3 separate regions of the Mus musculus genome follow, and regions 1 and 2 are each linked to region 3. Evidence: chromatin contacts called from public Hi-C and promoter capture Hi-C data. All regions are on one chromosome and are shown on one strand. The core of a region is the stretch at or near the end of the contact, and the rest is flanking DNA. Distances in the headings are between cores, read along the strand shown.

What was found. Promoter capture Hi-C pulls out the DNA fragments that hold promoters and counts their contacts. A called contact is a pair of places that touch in the nucleus more often than the background predicts.
Region 1: a promoter capture Hi-C map of liver shows a contact between it and region 3. The contact joins the promoter of Chrna2 here to the promoter of Gulo in region 3. A contact is called at or near these places in 14 of 39 promoter capture datasets (the 3T3-L1 cell line, 3T3-L1-derived adipocytes, the C10 cell line and 8 more), 26 of 484 Hi-C or Micro-C datasets (the AML12 cell line, B cells, DN3 thymocytes and 17 more), 6 of 115 datasets of contacts at active chromatin or transcription factors (the 230-238 cell line, bone marrow-derived dendritic cells, fetal liver and 3 more) and 4 of 9 other capture datasets (adipose tissue, embryonic stem cells, liver and 1 more).
Region 2: a Hi-C map of liver shows a contact between it and region 3, with 2.8 times the contacts expected there. The contact joins the enhancer-like site here to the promoter of Gulo in region 3. A contact is called at or near these places in 5 of 39 promoter capture datasets (the 3T3-L1 cell line, embryonic stem cells, liver and 1 more), 1 of 484 Hi-C or Micro-C datasets (liver) and 2 of 9 other capture datasets (adipose tissue and liver).

Annotation. Positions count from the first base shown.
Region 1 is chr14:66,139,249-66,143,038 of GRCm38.p6, forward strand. It overlaps Chrna2 (cholinergic receptor, nicotinic, alpha polypeptide 2 (neuronal)), which reads left to right and starts at 1,712. Exons shown (of 7, transcript NM_144803.2): 1 at 1,712-1,757; 2 at 2,896-3,038. The coding sequence starts at 2,966.
Region 2 is chr14:65,870,945-65,875,076 of GRCm38.p6, forward strand. No RefSeq gene overlaps it. Among named protein-coding and RNA genes, the nearest start is that of Gm41181, 30 kb to the right of the region's middle. Within about 2 kb of position 2,512, at least 13 of the 459 cell types and tissues checked have an H3K27ac peak or open chromatin away from gene starts, as enhancers often do. A contact at or near this core is called in liver, where this site is marked.
Region 3 is chr14:66,007,374-66,010,909 of GRCm38.p6, forward strand. Gulo (gulonolactone (L-) oxidase) reads right to left here and starts at 1,837. Exons shown (of 12, transcript NM_178747.3): 1 at 1,672-1,837; 2 at 666-767. The coding sequence starts at 1,674.

The sequences.
Region 1 (3,790 bases), core at 462-2,961, 130 kb after region 3:
GAAAAGTGTCAAGAAGTTTTTAAAAAGTCTCTGGGCAAGGGAGAGATGCTCTCCCCTCCCCCACCCTTGGCACCTTTGGCAGGCAGGAGAGCTGGCTCTGAGGCCATCAGAGTGGGAGAGCTGGTTCTGCCGTCACTGGCTACAGCACCCAGGAGAGCAGGCCTGCACAGTAGTGCTGACCCTGGTAGTGGGGGTGCAGGTGAGCCAGCCCCGAGAGGTGGAAGCTAGGGAAAGTTGGGTGCTACAACTTGTCTGCTGTGCAGTGGCACAGGTGAGGGAGGCATGCCCTCCTGCTACACTTTCCCCGCTTTGTCCCCCCCCACCTATGGCAGGTAGGAGGACTGGCCCCAAGGTCATGAGCGTGTAAGAACTGGCCCAGTCCCCCACCTGCAACATTTGGAAGAGCAGACCCTGAACCCCTACCTGCACCTGGGCAGCAAAGTAGAGCTGTGCCTGGTTGTGGGTATTGCAGGTGAGTCGCCCTGAGGTCACAAGAGCAGGAGAGCTGGCTTTGCTCCTTGTTGGTGGTGGCATTGGATGACCTAGCCCGGGGCAGGAATAGAAAGCCTGGTGTGTGGTGAGGGAGAGCAGGCAGGCTGGCCAGCTCAGATACCTCTCAGGCCCAGATCAGGGCTTTGACTTGGCCCACCCCAACATCTACCCCATCCATGAACCACTAGAGCCTGCCAAGGGACCCGTCAGACAGATCCAAAACTACAAGATCTCCATCACACAGGCAACGACAGGTTATCCGAGAGGAGTCCCAGGGAGGTTCCGGTATTGATAATGTAGCAGAAGCCAGAGGCCTCAAACCAATGACTCATTGCAATGAACACATGCAAGCACACAAGTGTGGGCAAAGGGTATACTGCAGGACACACCGTGACACAGTGCAGCTTCCAGAAGATTTTTTTTCTTTCCTTTTGTGGTGGGGGGAGGTTGCAAGGGTGGAAGGCAAGTATGAAGGGATGGAGAAATGAGTGGGACTTGGGTACATGATGTGAAATTCACAAAGAACCAATAAAAAGGTTTTGGTTTTTTTTTTTAAGTTAAAAGTGCCTCTCATCTAGGCCCCCAGAGAGCACAGGTGACTGCAGGCACACAGGGGAAAATGTAAAGAAAAGAACAAGCTGGTTCTAATCAATTTCCCTGGAAGTGATCAAGTGGGAGGGCCCATTGTGGGTGGTGCCATCCCTGGGCTGATAGTCCTGAGTTCTATAAGAGAGCAGGCTGAGCAAGAGTTCCATTGTAAAAATATCAGTTGAGACGGCTCTCTCTCTGTGTGTGTGTGTGCAGGATCTGGCTGTGTGGAGAGGTTGAATGTGGTGGTGGTGGGGCTGTGGGTCAGGGGCCGAAAATCTCAAATTTTAATAAGCCTCTGAACTGAAATCTCATGAGCAGGGGGAGGGGTGAGGAGGCTTTTCCACCAAACACACCCTGGAGCTATCAGTTATGGTAGTAAACATGTCCCATACACTGCAGCATGTTGGCGTTCCCCCATTCACTCTTTCTCTACTTGGCATAGACAGTCACTATGTGTTCCCATTGGGTCACAGGGCACTGACATCCACAGAGCAACCCAGTGCCTGGCCCCCCTCCTCAGTGTTCTGGAGCTCACATACAGACTCCTATGACTCCACTGGACTATGAACCTGTTCTGGGAGGTAGGTCATAGCTACCCTACAGATAAGCTGAACTCTCAGAGCTGTTAATGATATGGCCTGGACTCAAAGTCACGCTTGCAGACTCTGGATGGGGTAAGGAACACAGTGCAGGACAGTGACAGTTTGGAGGGGAGACAGCAGCAGCTGGTGGGGCTAGACTCTCGGCTGGGTCACTTGGGACAGTGTAGGATAGACTAAAGGATGAAGATGGGAAAACAGCTTCACAGATCCATTGGTAACAATGATGGTTCCCGATTCCTGCATGAATGTGGCCAGTTCTATGTTTAATTCATCTTCTTACACATATTTGTGAAGCCATTGTTAAGAACACACAATATTAAACTATGAATGGCATTCAGAGTTTTAGGAATGCAGTGTGCCTATCACCATTCCAAAACATCTCAGAATATCCAGAACATTCTCATTACGGTCAAAGGGAAATAACATGTCTGTGCTAAGAGCCAGTGTTCTATCTCTAGTCCATATACACAGGGTACCGCACACGGACATTTGGATATTTAAACTCTGTGTGTGTGTGTCCAGGTGCATGTGTGTGGAGTTGCACATATGTGCACATATGTTCAGAGGCCCCAGCCTCAGATGTTCTTCAGGTGTTGTTTTTATTTTTTAGACAGGGTCTCTCACTGGGACTAGGGCTCAAATGAGTAGGTTTGGCTGGGTGGCCAGCAAGTCCCAGAGGTCACTTGTCAACAGACTCATTCAGTATGTGGCTGGCTTCTCTCACATAGCAAGCTTTTAAAGTCCATTCCAGCAACTGCAAATGTCATGTTAGTACTTGATTCCTTTTGATGCCTTCATTGTTTTGGTATGCTGTCCGTCACTCCATCGCTCAACACTGATGGCATTTGCTTGCCTGCATCTTTGGGTCATTGTCGCTAGTAGTCAAATACTGCTGCTGAACGCCTTGTCCAATGTGGTTAGCCCCACTTTATAGATGAAAAGTTGAGACCACGATGGCAGGGAGGCTAGCACCTTCCTCTGTGAAGGTCAGTCATGTCTTAGCTAGTTAGCTAAGTGGCTAACAATCCAATGGCTCTCAAAAAAAGGGGAAGTCTATCTCCTCCGTGAAGCTGAGCAGCCTAGGTGCCCCATAAACCAGGCAGGCCCATTGACAGCCATTTTCTCGCTTCTAAACCGTTATGGAATACGAAAGACAAAGACACTAGATGTCACATCACTTGGCCCTAAGAGTCTTCCCTTGTTTATTCAGCTGCAGAGAGACAGGGCCTTGAAGAAGCCAGCTCCTTGTAGTCCAACAGAAACCAGGACCCTCTGAAGCCATGGCCCCCTCCCATCCTGCTTTCCAGTTCTGGATACATCTTTATCTCTGGTGTCTGCTTCTGATGCCAGCAGGTGAGTGGGTACCACCACTACCACTAGGACTTCATCGCACCATCGTGTGCCCACAGGCTATAGAGTAGACTCCCCTGAAGGCCAGCTCATATCATTCTCAAGGGTACAGGGGGCACTTAAGGTCATTGGCTGGATGGCCAGCACCACAGGGTGAAGATAAAAGGCTGTTTCAACTCTAGTACTAGCAGCTTTGTTGCCTTAGAATGTCCCAAGCTTCAGAGTTCCTGACCTCAACATGCAAACAGCATCATAGAGCACTCAAGATCACTGTGGGGATGAGGGAAGCTTACACGTAGCACACAGGCTAGGGCAGATAGGTGGGTATGCACACAGTAGCTATGGTCATGGCTGTACTTTCTATTCCAATGGCAGCTGAAGATTTGTCTGGTCTTTTATAAGGTAGTTCTTTGCCTGCTCAGACAGCAGAGCCCCTGAGTGGAGAGAAGTTATTATGCAAAACACAGTGCAAAAGACATAATCAATCCCAGCAGACAGTTTTGCAGAGCTTTGCACAGCTGAAGAGAACTGGTCAGAGCTGATGATTTAAGAACTTAGGGTGGTACCCTGCGTGGGAGATGTTCTCGTGGGCATTAGTAGCTCGTTGTAAAAGTGGATGAAAAGGAAAAAAGATCTCACTGTCAGCCAGGCTCATAGCAGTGGGTGAAGCCCCTCTCAGCCATCTCCCATCACACCACCCCTCCACCCCGCCCCGTCGCCCCATACTACCTGAGGCTCTTTGGTTCTGGCTGAGA
Region 2 (4,132 bases), core at 1,262-3,761, 140 kb before region 3:
ATGGGAGAGTATACCAAAGATGGTCCTGCAGGCACAGTGAGGCCTCATTAGGAGATGACATGCCTGTCTCTCCCTAGGACTTGGACCTTGCCTCCCTGGGCCAGCCATAGGTCTTGAAGGACTCTGGGTATTGAGGAACTGCAACTATCCCTGGAGGTCTATGGATTTACTTCTGTGTGTCCATTTTGAGTTGTGCCTTAAAAGGCTATGGAGGTGACTGGCTTTGCTGTCACTTGGCAGGACCCACATTGCCATGTCTTGTAACAGGACTACAGTTGTACAAACTACTTCTATATTTTAAGACGTCATGAACATTCACTAATATGGTATTAAAAATCTAGAGTTCTAGATAAAATGTCCACATTTTTATAGGTTGGCTCCAAGCTCTTCCATAGCTCATGAGCTGGGAGCTGTGAATTTCCCACAAAGCCACCACTCACTTTTGAACAGGATCTTGTCAATTTGAATGTTGAGCTTTCTCCAAGCCCTTATCTGAAAGTTTGTCATTGTCTAGAACATTGTAAAGGCCTCAGATGGATGAATCTCTTGGGGACAGACGCTCTTGATTTGCACCATCTGAATCAGGTATCATCAGCGTCCTGCACAAATAAGAGATGGAGGGGATGCCCAGCAGAGGGCAGGAGAGAGCAAGCTGGTCTCAGCTTCTGTTTCTGGTAAGCCTTATGCCTCTGGATCACACTCCTGCAGATAGTCCAGAGATTGAACACAGCATCCTGCAATGATCTGGACAACCTATGCTCTTGGGCAGCAGTGGAGTCTCAGACCATGTTATCATTGGAATAATAGAAATACAACACCACTCACTGATTAAACAAACAAACAAACAAACAAACAAACAAACAATTTTGCTTCCAAGAAGACTTGGTACATTGTATTTAGAAACAAGGCTCTCGTTCTGGAGTCAGCTTCTGTCTTTCTTTGTGCACACAATGTACAAAGATTGCAGTCTCATCTCATGGATGGGAGGTGAAGGGACTTCAGGGATTATTTGAGCTGCCTTACTCTTTTGTGGTACCCTTTGCCTAAAGAGGAAGTCTGAGCCTTGTCTGGGACAGGAGCTCAGGACTTCATACCGGTATTCTCTTATTAGGAAGTTATGTTATTTATCCAGGGCCTGCCGCACAGTGGATTCAGCTAGTGGCCACCCTGGCATCTGGCACTGCAGAGACCAGGCCAGATTCCTCTGCCAAATAACAGCTTGGAGGGTTTGAAAACAGCTGTCAGCTGCCACCTGTGGCTGCTCCTAAACCCTTCATTTGTTATGATCCAATACGAAAGCAGGGGAAAGCAGGCTCCTCACATCATGTGGGGTTGTGGGCCCCCCAACTACTCCTGTTTGCCTGAGTCCTCTGAGAGAACACCCCCTCAAGCTCTGCAGGGTCGCCAGCCAGGACCTGAGATGCATGGAGGGGCATGAGAGCCAAGAGAGGATTGACTCTTGTGGCTCACGTTGTCAATCAAATGCTCTGCCTGACTGGGTTACTCTGGGATTTGAGATTTCCTGCCCTTTAAGGCTTTAAAAGTATCCCTTTTAAAAAAAAATTAGCAACAAATATACAAAAGAGTATGTGAACAAATACAGTCATTTAAAGAGTTACCACAATGATGGACATCTCTGACCAAGATCGGAACAGCACCTCCCTGCTCCTGCCCCTAAGCCTACTTTGGACACTTTCCCTCCATTCCTACAGCTCTTTACTTTTTTTGTAACTTTTCCCTTGCTTTTCTCCATCTTCCACTCCCCCATGGACATTCCTCAAAATGACTCACAGTTAGTTTCTTCTTACTTTGACCTTCAGACAAAACCGATTGTCATTTTTCTCCATAACTTCTCTGAACATTGTTCATCTGTTGGTTGTTTGTGAGAAGGTCTTCTCAGAAGCTCTGGACCCTAGAGTGGTCTTGAACACTCGGTCCTCTTGCATTAACCTCTGCGGTTGCTGACATTATTGGCCTGTGTCAACCACTGCTGGCTCTCAATATTGTCTTTGATGGATTTTCCTTGTTGGAATCCATCAATGAGCTGATTTGAATTCTAATTAGTCATTCTAAGATCACTGTGTGGAGTGTGGGCATACACGTGTGCTATTATGTGTGCAGACCCATGTATGTATGTTCAATGTGTGGAGGACAGAGGTCAACTTTAGGTGTTGCTCCTCAGCTGTCAGCCATCTTGGTTTTTTGTTTTTGGAAGGGGTGGTCACACTGTCTCAATGGCTTGGAGCTTGCCGACTCATGTGGACTGGCATTGAGATTTTAATGTAAGCCACTGTACCTGGGTTCTGCTATTCTGGCACTGGGGTTACAGCATGAACCACTGTACCTGGGTTCTGCTAGCCAGCCCTGGGGTTACAGCATGAAACACTGTACCTGGACTCTGCTAGCCTAGTCTTGGGGTTACAGCATGAACCTCTGTGCCTGGGCTCTGCTACTTTGGCACTGGGGTTACAGCATGAACCACTGTACCTGGGCTTTGCTAACCTGACCCTGGGTTACAGCATGAGCCGCTATACATGGGCTTTGCTAGTCTGACCCTGAGGTTACAGCATGAACCACTGTACCTGGCCTCTGCTAGCCTGACCTTGAGGTTACAGCATGAACTAATGTGCCTGGGCTCTGCTAGTCCAGCCTTAGGGTTACAGCATGAACCTTGGATCCTGGAGATCGCACTCCAGTCATCATGCTTTTACAACAAGCACTTTATCAGCCGACCTACCTCCCCAGCCCCATAATCACACTCATAACCGTCATCTATATGTCTGTAAACTCCCTGTCTATATTGTTTACATTCTGTAAACATTCTGTCTATATTATCTATGTGTCTGTAAATGTTCTGCCTACGTTATTTATGTGTCTGTAAGTGTCCTGTCTATATCATCTACATGTCTGCAAGTGTTCTGCCTGTATTATCTACATGTCTGTAAATGCCTTTTGCATATTACCTATGTGTCTGTAAATGCCCTGACTATACTGTCATTAGGAAACTGGGAAAGCATCAAACGCAGCTGGTCTCGGACCAGCTTTACCGAACATCTCCTCCTACAGAGATCAAGCCAATATTCAGCATTATTTAGCACACGCCACCAGTTACAAATCCTCCTGATTTTGTCTGAATCTAGGCGATAATTTCCTCCTTGCCCACATGGCTATTAAAACACATCTTGTTTCAAGTGAAGGTAAGTACTTTTGGCATCTTCCTGGTATACCAGTCCTGCAGCCTTGAAGGAAAGGAAGCAAGGTTTAGGGACTGTGCACATAAAGTGGGTCCTTGGATTGCATGATTTCACCTGTTACCGATGGCCAACTCACCCTCTCTAGAGTCCTGGGAATTCACCGGTGACCTTTGGAAAATCAGAATCACAAATTCAGATCCTTTGCCTTGCTTTTCATACTTGACAGAGGCACTTGAAAGGTCAGGTTCTCAATACCTAGGTATCCTTCACATGGGCCAGGAAGCTAGAGCCCACCAATGTAGCCTCATGTTAGGGGCCAGTTGTACTGCAGAGAAGGGATGGGGGCAAAGTCCTTAACGGTCAGCTTGGAGAGACTGGCAGATGACATCACATGTGACTTTGAGCAGCAGGAGTGGGGTCGAGGACCTGGGGATGGAATCGAAAGCACACCTGTGGGAGAGATGAATCATGAAGTCGCAGGGAAAGTGACAGCCAGAAGGACTGCAGCTGGTCCACTTTCTCCATCTGGAATAGCATAGCCATACTGCAGATGGAACTGCTGAGTGACCCCTTAGAATGAGCATAAGTTGTTGATGAAGGCCGAGTCAGTGTCTCTGGGCTCAGACCCCTAGCAAGGAAACAGATGTGAAAGGGGTGCCATGGTAAGGTGGGTCAAAGAGCCTGGTATGTGTGTGGGTGTCTGATAAGAGGTGAGGGGTTACAGTAGAAAGGGGAAGGCGCTGAGTGTAGGACTGAGCAAATAGATGTACTGAGGAGGGTGTTGGTATGGTCTGGGGGTGTAGGGCAGTCTGCTGAAGAAGGGCATATGGGTGGGAAGGAGCAGGTGGGCCGGGAGTGGGGGTCCCCCTGAAGGTGCTGGCAGCAAGAACACACGAGTCACCAGAGGACAGAGAAGAGGGTTGTTGGTGAGAGTCACA
Region 3 (3,536 bases), core at 587-3,086:
GGCGCACGCCTTTAATCCCAGCACTTGGGAGGCAGAGGCAGGTAGATTTCTGAGTTCAAGGCCAGCCTGGTCTACAAAGTGAGTTCCAGGACAGCCAGGGCTACACAGAGAAACCCTGTCTCAAAAAAAAACCAAAAAAAAAAAAAAAAAAAAAAAAAAAAAGTATTCATGCATATATGTAGATGTTCATGTGTGTGCACAGGCTTGTGCTTAAATTGTATTTGCACAGGTATCTGTGCATTCCAGACTGTATGTGTACCTGTGCATAGGTGTTTGTGCATGTGTATATGTATGCATATGCACCTAGGTGTGTACATGGGTGTGCACGTGCATAGGTCTACAGGCATGTATGCTAGCACATCTGCCTGTGCCCAAGCACGCACAAATATATGCACACGTGTGTATGTGTGCATGGAGTTTATTACAGAGGTCAGGTTGGAGAGGTGAGTGTAGACATGGCTGCCCCTGGTATACTGCTGTATAGGCTTGAAGTGGGCATAGAACATTACAACAGGCTGCGGAGCAGACCTGGAGCTGGGGAAAGCAGGAAGAAGAGCCTTGCCTTTACCCAACCAGGCCAGCAGGAAGCCTCACATCCAGCGTCTTCCAGAGCGAGGGTTGTGGCTGCAGGCCGGGCAGCCCATGTGGTGTTCATGGGCACCTACCTCTCTGACCTCCCCCACTGATGTGGGCTGGTAGTACATCTCTGGACTGCAGCCATAGGTCTTCGCCCAGTTTTGGAACTGGACCCCTTTGTACCCATGGACCTATACCAGGAAGAAAGCCAGGTCTCAGTAGGCAAGCAGTCACTGTCCTCTCTGTATGTCACATCACCAACCCCAAACCCCGTAGACACAAAGAGGAGAGGACATGGCCACAGCACAGAGAGCCCCAGCTCCCTTTGGCTACTATGGTTCTTAGGTCAAGGGCCACTAGGAAGATCAAACAGCACCGGCTGCTCAGAAGCTGGCAGCCCACACCCAGCATCCTAATGCTATCTTTGATCACTCCAGGTCAGAATGGTGGGAATTCTGCCCATTCTGAAGGCCAAAGCGATAGATGGGATCAAAGACAAGGACAAATCCTGATAAGCCAGGACTCGGGTCAATTCCTGCTCCAGGTGCGCATTATGGATGGCCCAGCAGATAAGTAGGGCGGTCTGAGAAAGGGCTGGAGGAGAAGGCGCTGGAGGCAAGGGCTGGGGTCTGACTTCCCTGGCAGGGAAGGGGTATCCCTTAGGTGTTCCATGGTGGTAGCATCTTAGCCTCTAGCCTGGGAATCAGAATCATGTTTTCTGCACACCACTGTATAGCCAGCCAGATACGGTGGGTCTTCTGTGTGTCCTGGCTTATTAGATCTTACAATAATGTCACGAAACAGGACATTAGTCTTCTTTTAGCTGTCAAAATTAAGGCTCAGAGCAGTCAGGGTCTTCCCTAAGTTCACACAGAAGCCCAGTGAAGGCATTAAGAGGTCAGCCCAAGCCTTCCACTTTCATATCTCTTCTAACACCCCAACCGTTCCCCAAGTTCACTTGGGGGATCCCCAGTGGCCCCTCTGATGGCCCCAGCCTTGGTCTGACTTTACCTTCCCTCACTTGGCTCACAGATGCAGCCTGGACACAGCCGGCTGTATCTACTGGCGGTCTCACAGACCCCCTATCATTCCTACCATGATTCCAGCGATCAACAGGGTCAGACGACTTGACTTGAAGCGTTCCCACAGGAAGTTGAACAAAGCCCTGGGCAGCAGCAGATGCAGTGGTCAGGCAACCTCGGCTCTGGGTTACCTCAGGCAGAACGGGACTGGAAGTTTAGCCACAGGTACCAAGAAAGGCAGGAAACCGGTGTTGAACAGGCTCCTCCCCCTGCAAGACCCAGGCAATCTGTAAACAGCAGCTGGGTCCCGCCCCCTGCCCTCTGTCTGCGAGCTCCAAGGAAGCTCGGGAGGTGTAGGTTAAACAGCAGCATCTGTGCCCCTGAAACCCACTGCTGGAGCTCTGAGCCCAACCTTGGGAGTCCAGAGCCAAACACCACTGTCAGGCTCAGACCTAGGCTAGCTGCCTACGCGTCTGACTTTGGCCGCTTTAAAGCCAGGTACCCATGCAGCTCTTGTACTGAGCCATCCAAACACTGCCCCCCACCCCCCACTATGTTTGGTGATTGTGGGAAGGGACAGCTGAGTATAGTCTAGTGCCATTCAGAATCAGTACCCGGTATTCTACTGAAGCAGTCAGGTGGAGGCTGTTTTGGTTAAAAAAAAAAAAAAAACAAAAACAAAAACAAAAAACCCAGACTCTTCACTTGGGTCTACAAGGTACCTAAAAGCAGGGTGGGAGCCTGACACCGCTATCTTCATTTTGTGTCTCCTCCCCTGAAGGCATGGAAATAAGTCATTTCCCATAGAGTCACTTTGGATATGTTTGTTTGTTTGCTTGCTTGTTTTTTTCCAGACAGGGTTGCTCTGTGTAGCCCTGTTATCCTGGAACTCACACCTTAGCCCAGGCTGGCCTTGAACTCACAGATCTGCCTGCCTCTGCCTCCCAAGTGCTGGGATTTAAGGCAGGTTCCACCACGCCTGGCTACCATGGATTCTAAGAATAACAAAACCTCAGAGTAGGGACCACCTTCCAAAAGAGGGTGGTTATCTGTGAAGGTGAGGCTGTGCCCTGGAGTCCAAGGACCCATGAGAACTAAATAAGCTCTGGTGTAGAAAACAAAAAGGCCTTGTGCACACAGATAAGCAGGGTGGAGAAATCAGGAAAGTTTCTGGCAGTGAATCTGGTCCATGGTATGAGGTGCATGGCTGCTCTTCCTGGAATGGCTGGAGTGATGTAGTTTTACAGTCTGGTGATTCTTTGCTGTCTGATGAGGCAGACTCTGTCATATCTTCCAGGCTTACTGCTTTTACTTATTCCAGACCCTTTCCTCCTAAATGTTATGATTGATGTCTCTTGCGTTTCATTCACAACAGTGTAAGTGACTTCTGTGTGATCTTAGGGCCAGGCCAACCTTAGCTCCCACAGATGCTATGTTTACCTTAGTCAAGATCCCTAGACCATTATCTCGAACATTGTTTCAGCAAGAAACCATCTTACAGATGAAGCCATAGGTACTTAGCCAAGAGCTTCAATGTAAACCTGTTTTAAGCTTTGTGGCCTTCACGGAGCTGAGTTAATTGTTATCTGAACACTTCCCCTCAGTAATTCTGCGGTGCTTAAATATGGCTAAAGGAGAAGGACCTGGGCCAGACTCTTGAAGTCCTGGTCCAGTGCTGGTTACAATAAATCCGGTTGAGTTTCATTCTTACTGTAACCTTGATTGTTTTGTCCCTGACTGTTGTAAAGCCAGCAGGGGAGTCACCACGGCACTGAAATGTGAGGCCGACGATGACCCTCGGAGGAGGTAAGAAAGATTTTCTTTAAATAGAAATTAGGGGGCTGGAGAGATGGCTCAGTGGTTAAGAGCGCCGACTGCTCTTCCAAAGGTCCCGAGTTCAAATCCCAGCAACCACATGGTGGCTCACAACCATCCGTA